2 separate regions of the Mus musculus genome follow, and region 2 is linked to region 1. The links are chromatin contacts, called in public HiCAR-type maps. All regions are on one chromosome and are shown on one strand. Each heading gives the region's core, a stretch centred on a gene start, on an enhancer-like site or on the middle of the called end of the contact. The rest is flanking DNA. Distances are from core to core; before and after follow the strand shown.

Region 1 (5,954 bases), core at 2,168-4,667:
AATCAGTGGTGCGAGCTGGGGACAAGTTGGAGGCAGGGGGTCATCACACAGAGCCCTGGACTTTCTATCTTGTTCTGGCTCTTCCCATCTCTGCCCTGCTTCTGCTCTCCTGGGCCACACCCCTCCTCCATGCTCTTTCAGCCTAAAGGTAATGGAGTCAACCATGGTTGACAACTCTGAAGCCGTGCTCCAAAACGAAGCTTCCTTCCTCTAGGAAGTCTCTGCAGGACCCACCCACGGGAAACGGTTCCGTTCACAAGGTTGTTAAAGACGGTATCTGGCTGGGGTTGTTCGGTGTGGTTTCTATGGGGAACTTCCTCTTCTGCCATCTTCACTAGGTCCTCGCTGGGAATCATCACGCCCATGCCTTCACTCTGCGCATTCCTTCCCCGGGAATGTTTATATCTGGAGCTCTCCTTAATCAACAGCAGATGCCACTAAATGAGCCTCTCAGAAAGCACAACCAGAGTTTTTAAAATGCGAAGAAACGGCACAGGCTTTCAGACTTGCGTTTTCCCCTGCTCGGTGCTCAGTGAGCTCGGTGATGCTCCAAGCACTCTCGTTTGTCTGAGGAGCCCCACACTCTGGAGTATGATCATGACAGAAGTGGGCAGGAGACTACAGGGTCTGACATGTGTCATCTCTGCGGCCGCAGACAGGCTCCCATGGGAGAGCTTCTCCCTGCTGCGGCCTGGACAAAGCCTGGGAGGTGATCGGCATTCCTCATATCTGGTTTCCACTGCACGCTCACTCTGGTCTTCTCCGTATGCTAATGTTGTAAGCACCCCCAAACTTTTCCTTTAGGAAAAAAAAAATCCCTTCCAAATACATGTAAGTCCAGTATAAAAGATTCCCACTAAGCCCTGTGTAGCTGGAACAGAGAAACTTGGCCCAGGGACTCAGGAAGCCTTAGTTCTGTTAAAAATAAATGTCTGAGCTGAGCAGTGGTGGCTTCACGCCTTTAATCCCAGCACTTGGGAGGCAGAGGCAGGTGGATTTCTGAGTTCGAGGCCAGCCTGGTCTACAGAGTGAGTTCCAGGACAGCCAGGACTATACAGAGAAACCCTGTCTCAGAAAAAAAAAAGAAGAGAAAAGAATAAAAATAAGTGTCTGATGGCTGCACACATCCTGGGAAGAGTGAAGGTTCCAGGACTTGGCTCTTAGGCTACAGCTGGGTGTATGGGCCCTGTGCTCACCCATCTGTGGGTGCTTTTAGAAGGGAATCTTCTTACTGCCTTGAGTCCTGGCATTTGCCCAGCTCCTTCTCTGTATTTTCCTTCCTCTATAGATAACAGATGCTAAGCCAGGAGCAATGGCAGGAGCTCAGGCCAGCATTTGAGAGGGCTGGGTCATGCGGCTTTGAAGATACTGACAGTCCCAGCTTCTCATGACAGACAGGTGCCGGGTGCTGAATGGTGAACACAGGGCTAAGTCTGAGGTGATGCACGGCTTCTGGTTACGTGCCCTTGAGAGCTGAATGCTTCTGTTAGCCAACCAAAGAAAGCCCACCCCAGTGCTTCAGCTGACAGATGGTTAACAGCTGTGGTGGAGCAGGGGCTATTATGCATGTTGCCCCCACCAACACTTCCCTGAGCAAATTCTAATGGTCTCGTGTTCACCTCGCAGTTTGCTATTGGTGGTGGTTCTGTGTAGCTTTTGATTTTTGAGATCATCTTGTGGTGCAGCCCAGGCTTCCTTCCTCAGCCTTCAGCGTGCGGGAAACATGGGTGTGAGCTGCCACACCTCCACACCTGCTCTAGACAAGCTCTTAAGCTGATGGCCTTGGTCCATTAAAGGGCAGCTGTGAAATCCCACCCAGGTTTTTATGGAAGAGTTCTGTCTAGGGCAATTCTTTATGTTGCTTAGAGGAGGGGGGGGGTCTTATAAAACAGAGGTTGGGAAAATAGTTGATGCTGTGAGTCATTATATTTGGGAAACCTATGGAATTTGTAGTTCTAATGACTTCCCAGATGGTTTTTATTGTACTTACTATTGGGGAGGGAGCTCCTTCCATGACAGAGGTTTGGGACCACATCCCAGTCACAAGGCTTGCAGGCAAGCACTTTTACTTGCCAAGGCGCGAGACACCCACACCTAAGTCATTTTTAAACACTGAGGTATGTATTCCATCCCAAACTGTAAGCCAGACCCCGCTTGCCCCAGTTGGTGTGTTCTTACATCTCTCCATCCTGTACTTTACTGTCTTGCTTATTGATGCTGGTGACACTGGCTAGAGGCTCCGATGCTTCCTTCATCATGGCTGGCAGAGGAGGTGCCTCTTCTCTTCCCTAGGTAAAGAGATCATGGCCTCAGGCAGTGACCACAGCAGAGGCTCAAGGGGGACTTTCTTTTTAAGATGATCTTACCTGCTAATCCAACTGTCTTCAGTTTATCAAATTTTATGATTCCTTTGCTACACTGGTACTAGAAAGACCATTCTCACGAGAAATGTCAGAGTCGACGTATTCAATGCCTCTCTCTATGGGCGAAGAATCTGAGACAAACCACAGAGAGACCATGGCGAGCAGCTCAGCCTTTATGACAACCAACGACCTCGCATCTGGCCACCACTGCCTCTAGAGAACAGGCTCATGTCACCATGGTTACAGAGCTTCCAGCTCTGAACGCTGACTGCTGTAGTGAAGTCTGTAGACCATCAACACTGAGTGCCATACCTCCCTCAGAGGCTGACATGTTCAGTGGTCCATTGTGGGTTTCTGAGGACCTAGGGCAGTACATAAATGTTGGAACCTATCACAACTCATGTTTTCACAACTCTTCTCTCTTCTTTGCTTTCCCCCTCCCTCTAGCAAAGACTATACAGAAAACAACTGGGGCAGGAATGGAAACCATGTAACTTTAAGGCACAAGGCAGTTTGTTAGTGAGGATAACCAAAGCCAATTAATAACTGGAATCCTTCCAGTTATACCAAGATCACAAGTTAGGAAAACTCTCCCTAACTTCATTTCTTCTCTGTGTAGAAGCCCACACTTAATGTTCTATGATAGAAAATGGTGGTGGGAGAGTACAGTCACCAGATATGAAGTTATAGGCATCTATGCATTTGTTACATACATTATGGATGATGAAAGGAATGAATGAACTCATTTAGAAATTATCAGAGAGCATCTACTATGTAACCAACGGTAGCTAGGTGCTACAAATGAGCAATTCTTCCCATGGAAGACAACACACTTTCCGATTTAAATTATAATTGTTAATAAGTTGAAAAAGGACAAGAAGTTGGAAGGCAGTAAACATTTGGCTACACTTTCTCAACCTTGAAGATGAAGCCTGTGCCCTTTGAACACAATAGGCCTACTGGGTAACAATCTCCTTGGGAGACTTATGGGAAGGGCTGAGAATGGATTGATCATTTCCTGATTTCCCCCTTACCCCACCTCCTCCAGTCTGTGTGGGTTCTCAGCTGTTACATGCTCTCATGAGGTCATTATGACCTCATTTGTCTTATCGGAGATTCTATTCATGGTTTCATAGTTCCGAGGAAACTTTTATCAACTGAGAAAAGCTTCTGAAAGCTTTGAATGTGTGACTGCGCCAGCCTTCCCCCTGCAGCAGACTACGTGTGGATGCTTGAGGGACCATTCCCTGTGCAGTGGACTTTACGTGTGGCCACTTCAGTGACCACTTCCTGGGCAGTGGGCTCTGTGTGACTGCTTCAGCATCCACTCCGTCAGTGGACTTTCCTTGCTCCCTTGCCTAAGCTACTGTACTTTTATAACAAAACCAATTTTCCTTCTTTGCTGCCATGGAGACAATGCCAGTGATTTTGAAGCAAGGACAAAATAGAGCACAAGGAGAATTTTGCATGAGAACACAGGGTCAGGAGCCAAGATTTGGGTGTGTATGGGGAGGAGCCAAGATTTGGGTGTGTGTAGGGCTGGCTTTTACTGGACAGGAACCAGAAGTATTAGACTCACTAGGACCTGACATACTCTTTCTTGGCACAAAGCTTTCCCACACAGCACCTGACATGCCAGATAGTCACAGTTGTGGAAAATAAATGACAACTTGAGTCTGAAATCTAGCTTCACAATACATATGAATTCAAAGCTAGCTTTACATTTGTATAATGCAGACCTAAGCTCCCCAGGAAGTAAGCATTGGTTACTGAGAGGGACCATATATGCCTGCTGGGATCTGTTGCTCACCATTTTGAAAAAGGGGATCCACCAGGCTGTAGACAGTTCTCATCACCATTGTTATTCCCTCTAGCTCAGGAAGGACATGGCCAAACAATAGCTGGGAAAACGACGCCCAGCCACTTCTCCAGGCAAATATCTGAGCCTGGGTCCTGTCACCATAAGTAAGATTTGGGTGTGTACAGGGGAGTAGCTACGGTGGGAGAGAGATGGGAGCATGCCTTCTGATAATGCAGAAGCTAACTGACGTGACCTTTGGCCAAAGGCATTGCACCAGGGCTTGGGGCAGGAGTTACGCCCTTTGCTTTGCTTTGAAGGACTTGTTCCCACGCTCATTCCCCAGTTGACTCCTGCCCAGTGTATTCCTGGATCCGAAAGTCTATCCATTTCTAAACAGGATCAACCCTGCTTTTCTTCACCTCTGCTCTAAGATCACCCGTTCTCCCGCTTCTCGGTTATCTCTGACCTTAGCCCCTATGGGAGAAAAAATTCCAGAAGTTTGTATGGGGAATTAAGCCCTTTTAAGAGTAGATAGGGAATAGAAAACACGGAACTGAGTTTTGCTTGTGATACTAGACTTTGGGAGGTAGAAGCAGGAGGGTCACCATGAGTTCAAGGCCAGTTTGGTTTGTACGGAGGGTACTAGGCCAGGCCTACAAAAGAAGACCCTGACTTAAAAACAAAGAAGATGTTTCATATCTTGTGTTTTTTGTCCTAGTGAAGCAAGAATTAAATGTGGGGAAATTCCACTTCTTCTATTTAAAATATTAGGCAAATACTTACATATGCACAATTTTGAAATCATTGATGAGAACAAAGATCTGGGTTCATGTTAAAGTCTTCAGTTGCCACATGTGGAGAGTGTTTGCTCATCAGGGGGTTCATGAAATCATTGTTTGGTTGTTTTGTTTTGTTTGAGACATGGTTTCTCTGTGTGTCCCTGGCCATCTTGGAATTAGCTCTATAGATCAGGGTAGCCTTGAACTCACAGAGATTCACCTACCTCTGGCTCTGCCTCTCAAGTTCTGGGGTTAAAGGCATGTACCACCACTGCCCAGCTAAACTGGCAATATAGTTAGGATGTCTTGTGTGAAGGAGGGCTGTGTACACTGGCTTTCCTTTCCATCTCCAGCAGTGGGTACACATGTGGGCAACATAAACCTGAGGAGTATGGCAAAAAGTATCCCAACACGCCCCCTCTCCTCAGGCTCAGAGCGCGGCATACAGCTTCATATCTGCACACACAGTATGGACTCCCACTGCATGGCATCTTACCAGTCTAAGAAGGTGTGGGTTCCTCTCACTCCTTCATTGTCTACATGGAAGTAACTCAGCCTCAGATGCAGGCGCTGTTTTACCTCAGGCATCATCAATCATGAGGGGCTGCCTGAGAATGACAAAGGAGGCCAGGAGGCCATTTGTTGGGAGATTAAAATTTCAGGTAATTTGCCCAAACCTTGTTCATAGACCCTGGGTTGAAGGAGTAAAACAGGAGTTATCAGAAGCCTGTACCCATGGAGTCAAGCATAGATACAGGAGCAGACAGATCCAAGTCAGCCCCGAATGGAGACACAGGCAGGCAGTGAAGGGGCCACGACCTAGGCGCCTCTCCCTGTCTGCTTCCTGCATAGCTAACTGGTCAGTGGTTGCTACTGCCAATTATTATTCATTATTGATTACAGATGCAGGTGTCCATGATGGGTACAGTCCCCCAAAGAGACCCCATTGCACTAATAAATGAAGCTGTTTCCAGTATTCAGACAAACTATAAACAGATTTCAGTTGGTAAA
Region 2 (6,394 bases), core at 3,736-6,235, 130 kb after region 1:
GGTAAATTGATTCCTATCTTCCTTCAGAATCACCACACTGATTTCCGTAGTGTCTGTACAAGTTTGCGCTCCCACCAGCAATGGATGCGTGGTCCCCTTACTCCACATCCTCACCAGCACCAGCTGTCCTTTGTGTTACTGATCTTAGCATTCTGACAGAGTAAAAGATAAAATCTCAAAGTAGATTTGATTTTCATTTCCCTGATGGCTAAGGATGGTGAACATTTCTTTCTTTCTCAAGCCATTTAAGTTTTCTCTTGAAAATCCTGTGTTTAGACCTGTACCCCAATGTTAAAAACTGGGTTATTTGCTTTCTTGATGTTCAGGGTTGAGTGTGTGTGTGTGTGTGTGTGTGTATGTGTGTATGTATAGAGGTCTCTGATCCACTTGTGGTTGAGTTTTACGCAGGGTGATAAATAGGGAACTTTTTGTATTATTCGACATCCAGTTAATCACGTTTGAGCAGCAACTCTTTGTTAAAGATGTTTTCTTTTCCCCAGTGTGTGTCTCTCCAGAGCTTCTTTGTCAAAACTGAGGCATCAATAGGTGTGTGAATTTTTGTCTGGGTCTTCAATCTGATTCCATTGATCAACCCATCTGTTTTGTGATAACATCATCCTGTTTTTATTACTATAACTCTGTAATACAACTTGAAATCCAAGATAGTGATATATCCTACAGTTATGTTATTATTCAAAATTGTTTTGGGTGGGGTGGTGTGTGTATGTGTGTGTATGTGTGTTTCCATATGAAGCTGAAAATTGTCCTTTCAGAATCTGTGGAGAATTGTGTTGGAATTTTGATGAGGATTGTACTATATCTCTAGATTACTTCAAACTGATAGTTATGTTCACCATGTAAATTCCACCAATCCACAAGCATCGAAGATCTTTCTGTCTTCTTCAATTTTTTTTCTTCAACTACTTGATGTTTTTATCTTTCAAATGTTTCACTTGCTTGGTTAGATCTATCCTCAAAATATTGGAAGCTATCGTGAAAAGTGCTATTTTCCTGATTTCTTTCTCAATCCATTTGTCATTTATATATAAGAGGACTACTGATTTTTGTGAATTAATTTTGTACCTAGCTACTTCCCTGAAAGTTTATCAGCTATAAATGTTCCCCAATGGAATGCTTAGGGTTGCTTATGCATACTATCATATCATTGCAAGTAAAGATGCTTTGACTTCTTCCTTTGTACCCCTTGATATCATTCAATTGTCTTATTGATCTAGCTAAGACTCCAAGTATTATACTGAGTAGGGATGGAGAGAATGGACAACCTGTCTTGTTCCTGATTTTAGTAGAACTGCTTTGAGGTTTTTTCCCATTTAAGTTGCTGTTGGCTGTAAGCTTGCTGTAACTGCCTTTATTACATTGAGGTCCTTTTATCCCTGACCTCTTCAGGGCATTTATTATAAAGATGTAATGAATTTTGGCAAAGGCCTTTCCTGCAGCTGCTGATGAAGTGATCATGTGGCTTTTGACTTCACCCCAGTTTCTTAAAGAAACACCAGTGGGTATCTTTTGTATACTTTGTTCTTTGAGAAGGGGTCTCTTGTAACCTAAACTGGCTTAAAACTCTCCAAGTAGATGAAGCTGCCCTTAAAGTCCTGATCTTTCTGCCTTCCACTTCCAAAGTGCTGGAATTAGAGGCATGCATACACACCAGACCTAGCAATCCTTTCTATGTTCTTCTCCCAGGACACAGAAGGATGCAGTTCTGGGTATTGTACTTGAAGGAGCTGATGGGTGGTCACATGACTTGAGAGATGAAGCAGGGAGATCAGAAATTCAGTCATCCTCACCTACACAGCCAGCCAGGGATGGCCGGAGCTGCAGGAGACCCTAGGTCAAGGCAAACAAACAAACAAACAGGAAAGGAGGAACTAAAGTTTCCCCTCACAACATAGAAAGTACTCAAAACATTTAGATAGCTGCGTATGAGCTGAAGGAAGGTGAACAAATGGAACTAACATTAAAAAACAAAGACAAGCCTTTTGTGTTCTGCCGACAGATCTCGCTCCTCTACTTCTCTCTCATGTCTCCCTGCCTCTCCTCTTCCCTCTCCTTCTGTCTCTCCTTCTCTCCCTCAGCATGTATATGTACTGAATAAATTTCTCAAGAAGACAGGAAGACTGAACAGATTACTGCTGTGAAGGCCACCGTGGCTCAGTCTCTGCTGCTTACTTCTAATGTTCTTTTGGTTGCTGACTGTGGATGATTAAGGAGTGCTAACTTACCTCTGGCTCCCAACACGTCAGCAGCTGACTGTACAGTGATGTTTCTAACCCTGACCCTGTCTTCTGTATACACAGTTCTGAAATTCAGGGCAGAGGGTCTATCAACGACAGAGGGTCTGTCATTCGGTTTGACAGGGCAGAGGGTCTATCAATGTCTGTCATTTGGTTTGATTTTTCTTTAAGGACTGGCTTCACCACGGATGTCTGGAGAGCTAAAAGTGGCGACCTGGACATCAGTGACACAGAGTGAAAATGGTAAAGCAGTCGTTGAGCACTCTGGGCACATGAATGATGGCTGCGTAGAGACTTCTACAAATCAAGACCCACAGATTTGCTTCCAGTAGGCTGTGAGGATGCCAGAGTAGCTGAGATACAGGAGCTGAACATCTATATTGCATGTAACTAAACTGCATAGTTAATATATAAATAGCAAGCAGTGCAGGATAAGATGGTGCGAATGAAAACACTCACCCAGTTAAAACTAGCTGCAACAGGCCCACCTCTCATATGTTCAGACAAGGAACATGTATCAGAGCCCAATTCCAAAACAAGTTCAATGCCCAGCCCAGAACAATTATCTGAAGTGGAAACTTAGGGTTCTTGGAAAGTCAGTTGTGTTGGATGGTGTTTTCCTGGGGCAAACACGTGAAGGAGTGTTTTCCTGAAGGAGACACAGGTGAAAGACTAAGACAGACTCCTGAAAGTAAGTTTCACTGAAGCAGACACAGGTGAAAGGATGCTCTGCTGAAGCAAGCACGTGCAAGGACACGTGAAGAATTCTTCGCTAACACCACCCGTGCATTGGTCCACCTTACACTGTGTGATTGGGCTCCATATGTTGGACTCTATAGAATAGAGAATTGCACCAAGAAACTTCTGGTGGTGTGCCTAGGCTTCTTGCTGCTTCTGCCGACTTGGGCTGATTGGCAGAGTGGTATCAGCTGAAGCAGACACACGTGCCAAGGCAAGAAAGACACAGTGAGACAAGACCCATGGAGGACATGTGATGTTTGGAGGGGGTATAAATAGAACTCTATGGACAGTGACAGAGGCTGAGCTTGGCTTGCTTGTATAGCTGACCGCTTCTTGGTCTTGAGTCTTTGCTGATCCTTACTTTGCTGGGAGAGGCACAGCCGAGAACTTTCCCTGGCATTCCTGTTGGCCTGGTCCCTCCTACTGACTGGTGCTGAGGCTGAGGCCCGGCTGTTTCTGCTAGGTAGTGCCATAGCTGCTGATCATGTTTGCTATCCCAGCTCTATTGAACTGGACTACTGGTGCGTCTGTGAAGTGCTTACAAGAGGGTTGAGCTGCCCAGACAACACAGAAGGGAGTTGCTCTAAAGAACCATTTCTAAACAGGTCCACTTCCCTCCATATCCTTTCTTTTCCATTACCTCTGGTGGGTGGTGGGCTAGAAGGGAGGTTAAAGCATTTAAGAACCATCATTAAAAATAGGCTTTGAAAAATTTAAAGTTACAACTGTCCTCCTTTGTACTTCTCTCCCTCATTTTATCACAACCAAGACAAGTGCTGTGTGACCTGCCCTGGGGTCAGATAGTGAGGGCAATGATGAACCAAAGGAACAATCACACCCAGGTCTGCCCTGGTGAAGCAGTCAACTTCTCTGGATTACTTACAAGAGCATGAGTCACTCAATGGCAGCTGTGGCACTGGAGAGCCCCACAGATCAGAATACGTGACAACTCATAGAAAGTGTATCTCTGGAGCTCCCTGCCCAGCCTGCAGGCAGCTCCGCCGAAGAGTCTCCTCAGCGGGGCTGGTGAGGCTTCTGAGTTTCTTGTTGCTTTTATGAGCCTAGTATGTTGTATCCCTTCCCTTCAGGATGGCATGTTTCAATGGGGGAGGAAACAGCAACAATGCAACAAGTCAGACTGGCTCAGCTGACACCTGTACGCCAGTGTGCCATTGACAAAGGCATGGTATTGCTAAAGGACTTTACCACTGACAGATGAGATGAGTAGCTAGGCAGGTGTTCTATAACATGAGAGAAATGTTTGTACTGAAGGCTGTGGGATCCCACAGAAGATGAGTTACGGGAGTAAGAGGATACTTTCTTAGCTCAAGTAATATAATTGAAGGCAGCCATATTATCTATGCCCATCACTGATAGTGGGCAACCTGGGGGGGGGGAGCTGTTAGCTCAGGCTTTGCTTTTATCTACAACCACCCTCCCGCCAACCCTTACTTCCCATGATATAGAACTGCCTATATTCTGACTGACCTGTAGAAAGACACTCCAAGAACTAGCCAAGAATCTTACGTAGGATCTACCGTCGGCTACAGGAATACTTCCCGTCCAGACTGGGGCAGCCCCAGCTGGGACTCAACCCTCCCGAAACTCTGGAAACAAGGTGCTAGGTTTGGTCATTTCACTCTTTTTGTTTTGCTCATTTCTTTATATCTCTCTCTCTCTCTCTCCTCTTCCTCCTCCTCCTCTTCCTCCTCTTCTCCTTCCTCCTCCTCCTCCTCCTTCCTTCCATCCTTTCTTTGTATTTTTGGTTTTTGCTTTATTTTGCTTTGTCTGGCTATGAAACAAGGTCATATTATTATACAGCCCAGGCTGGCTTCAAACTCAAAGTGATCCTTCTGTGTCCAGAGGGCTGGCATTATAGTTAGGTACCACAATGAGAGCTCTGCCTGACAAGTAAGTGGGTACACATGCGTGGAGTTGTCTGGTTACAGAAACAAAACGTGGTTGTGATTAACATTACTGGGCCGCTTACTCACAAGGCTATCACGTTACAAGTCTTACTCATGAGGCTCAGCAATATTCCCTGAGCCATCCTGTGTAAGGCACTGGAGGCAGGCATGGTGGCACTAAGGCATGATCCCTCTTGGAGGGGAAGGTGGCTGTGTACAAGTCAGAGACAGACACTGAGCTGCAGCCCCTGGGCTTTGGCTCATCTCTGGCAGGTACCACACTTGGAAGAGTGCTGGGCTCTAGGAAGCCCAGCAAAGGTCATTACTATGGAGTTTGAAAGGCTTCCAATACACAAGGAACTTGGACTATTTTTAAATGCAGCTCAAAGCTAAGCTAAATCAGAATCAAGTTATAACCACATTGATTCAAACTTCATGGTTAAGGTTCTGGATTGTAATTAAATTAGGATCCAACCACTCTAGGATGATTACAAAACTTGTCAGCTCTTAGATCCTTTGAAAGTGAAATATGGGCTGTTTATAATAAGAGCAAAATAATGGTGTAAGTGAGGACTGTCCTGGACACACAGGATTCCTACTGAGGGAAGGGCTTGAGAGATAGTTAAATAAGGCTTAAAGATGTTACTATGTTTAATCAAGACAATTCATGATCTGATCTATATTTAAATTATATATAAATATATATTAATATATATATTATATATATTATATTATACATGTACATATAATATATAATTGGTACATTCATCATGAAAAGTAGTACAGATTATCTTTTTAAAATTGGACTATAATTTCCAGTAAAGGAAATGAAGTCAGGCTAGCAAGGAGGTGCCTGTAGCTCACATGAATTGCAGTGCAATTCACAAGTGAGCGCATATAAAAAGAACAATGTATTCTGTGATGGCTGGATGAATAAAGCCAATGAGATATGATTCAGCCATGGGGAATATGGGAATGTGCCATTTATGACCAGATGGGTAAACCAGGAGGACATTGTGCTAAGTGAAATAAGGCAGATGACAGACAACATGGGAGCCTAGCCAAACGGGGCATCTTTAAGGAATTACTCACAAGCAGATGGGGTGAGCGCTAGCAAGTCTTCTGAGGTGTAACTCTGGGGTCAGATATGAACATGGTCAACAGAGTCGAAGATATTAGATTGATAACTTGAAATTTGCTATGAGGTCACATCCAATGTCTTTACCACAAAACGCACATACCTTGTCAGGTAAGGATGGAGATCAATAATGAGTGTGCTTGACACCTCAGCTTGATGTACACCCACTCAATCATGAGACCAATCACTCTGGCCTCTGTGTACAGACAGGATTGTATGGGCCACAGGAAAAGGCAGGAGACGTTTAGAAAACATTGCAAGGACTGAAGTGACGTGTAATACCCGTTCACACTCAAGAGGAGAAAGGGAAATAGAGAAGGATCCAGTCCATAGACAAGGGGGCGGGGCCTCTA

What was found. HiCAR-type assays count read pairs that join an accessible place to other places.
Region 2: a contact with region 1 is called in a HiCAR-type map of fibro-adipogenic progenitors, with 2.3 times the contacts expected there. The contact joins the enhancer-like site here to the promoter of Lmntd1 in region 1. A contact is called at or near these places in 1 of 39 promoter capture datasets (macrophages), 5 of 484 Hi-C or Micro-C datasets (embryonic fibroblasts, liver, nephron progenitors and 1 more), 2 of 115 datasets of contacts at active chromatin or transcription factors (embryonic fibroblasts and fibro-adipogenic progenitors) and 3 of 9 other capture datasets (adipose tissue, embryonic stem cells and liver).

Annotation. Positions count from the first base shown.
Region 1 is chr6:145,431,508-145,437,461 of GRCm38.p6, forward strand. It overlaps Lmntd1 (lamin tail domain containing 1), which reads right to left and starts at 3,418. Exons shown (of 10, transcript NM_028742.2): 1 at 3,398-3,418; 2 at 2,367-2,494; 3 at 2,179-2,288. The coding sequence starts at 2,258.
Region 2 is chr6:145,559,921-145,566,314 of GRCm38.p6, forward strand. All of the region lies in intron 1 of Gm38475 (a long non-coding RNA gene), which reads right to left. Among named protein-coding and RNA genes, the nearest start is that of Gm38475, 51 kb to the right of the region's middle. Within about 2 kb of position 4,986, at least 36 of the 459 cell types and tissues checked have an H3K27ac peak or open chromatin away from gene starts, as enhancers often do. A contact at or near this core is called in embryonic fibroblasts and fibro-adipogenic progenitors, where this site is marked.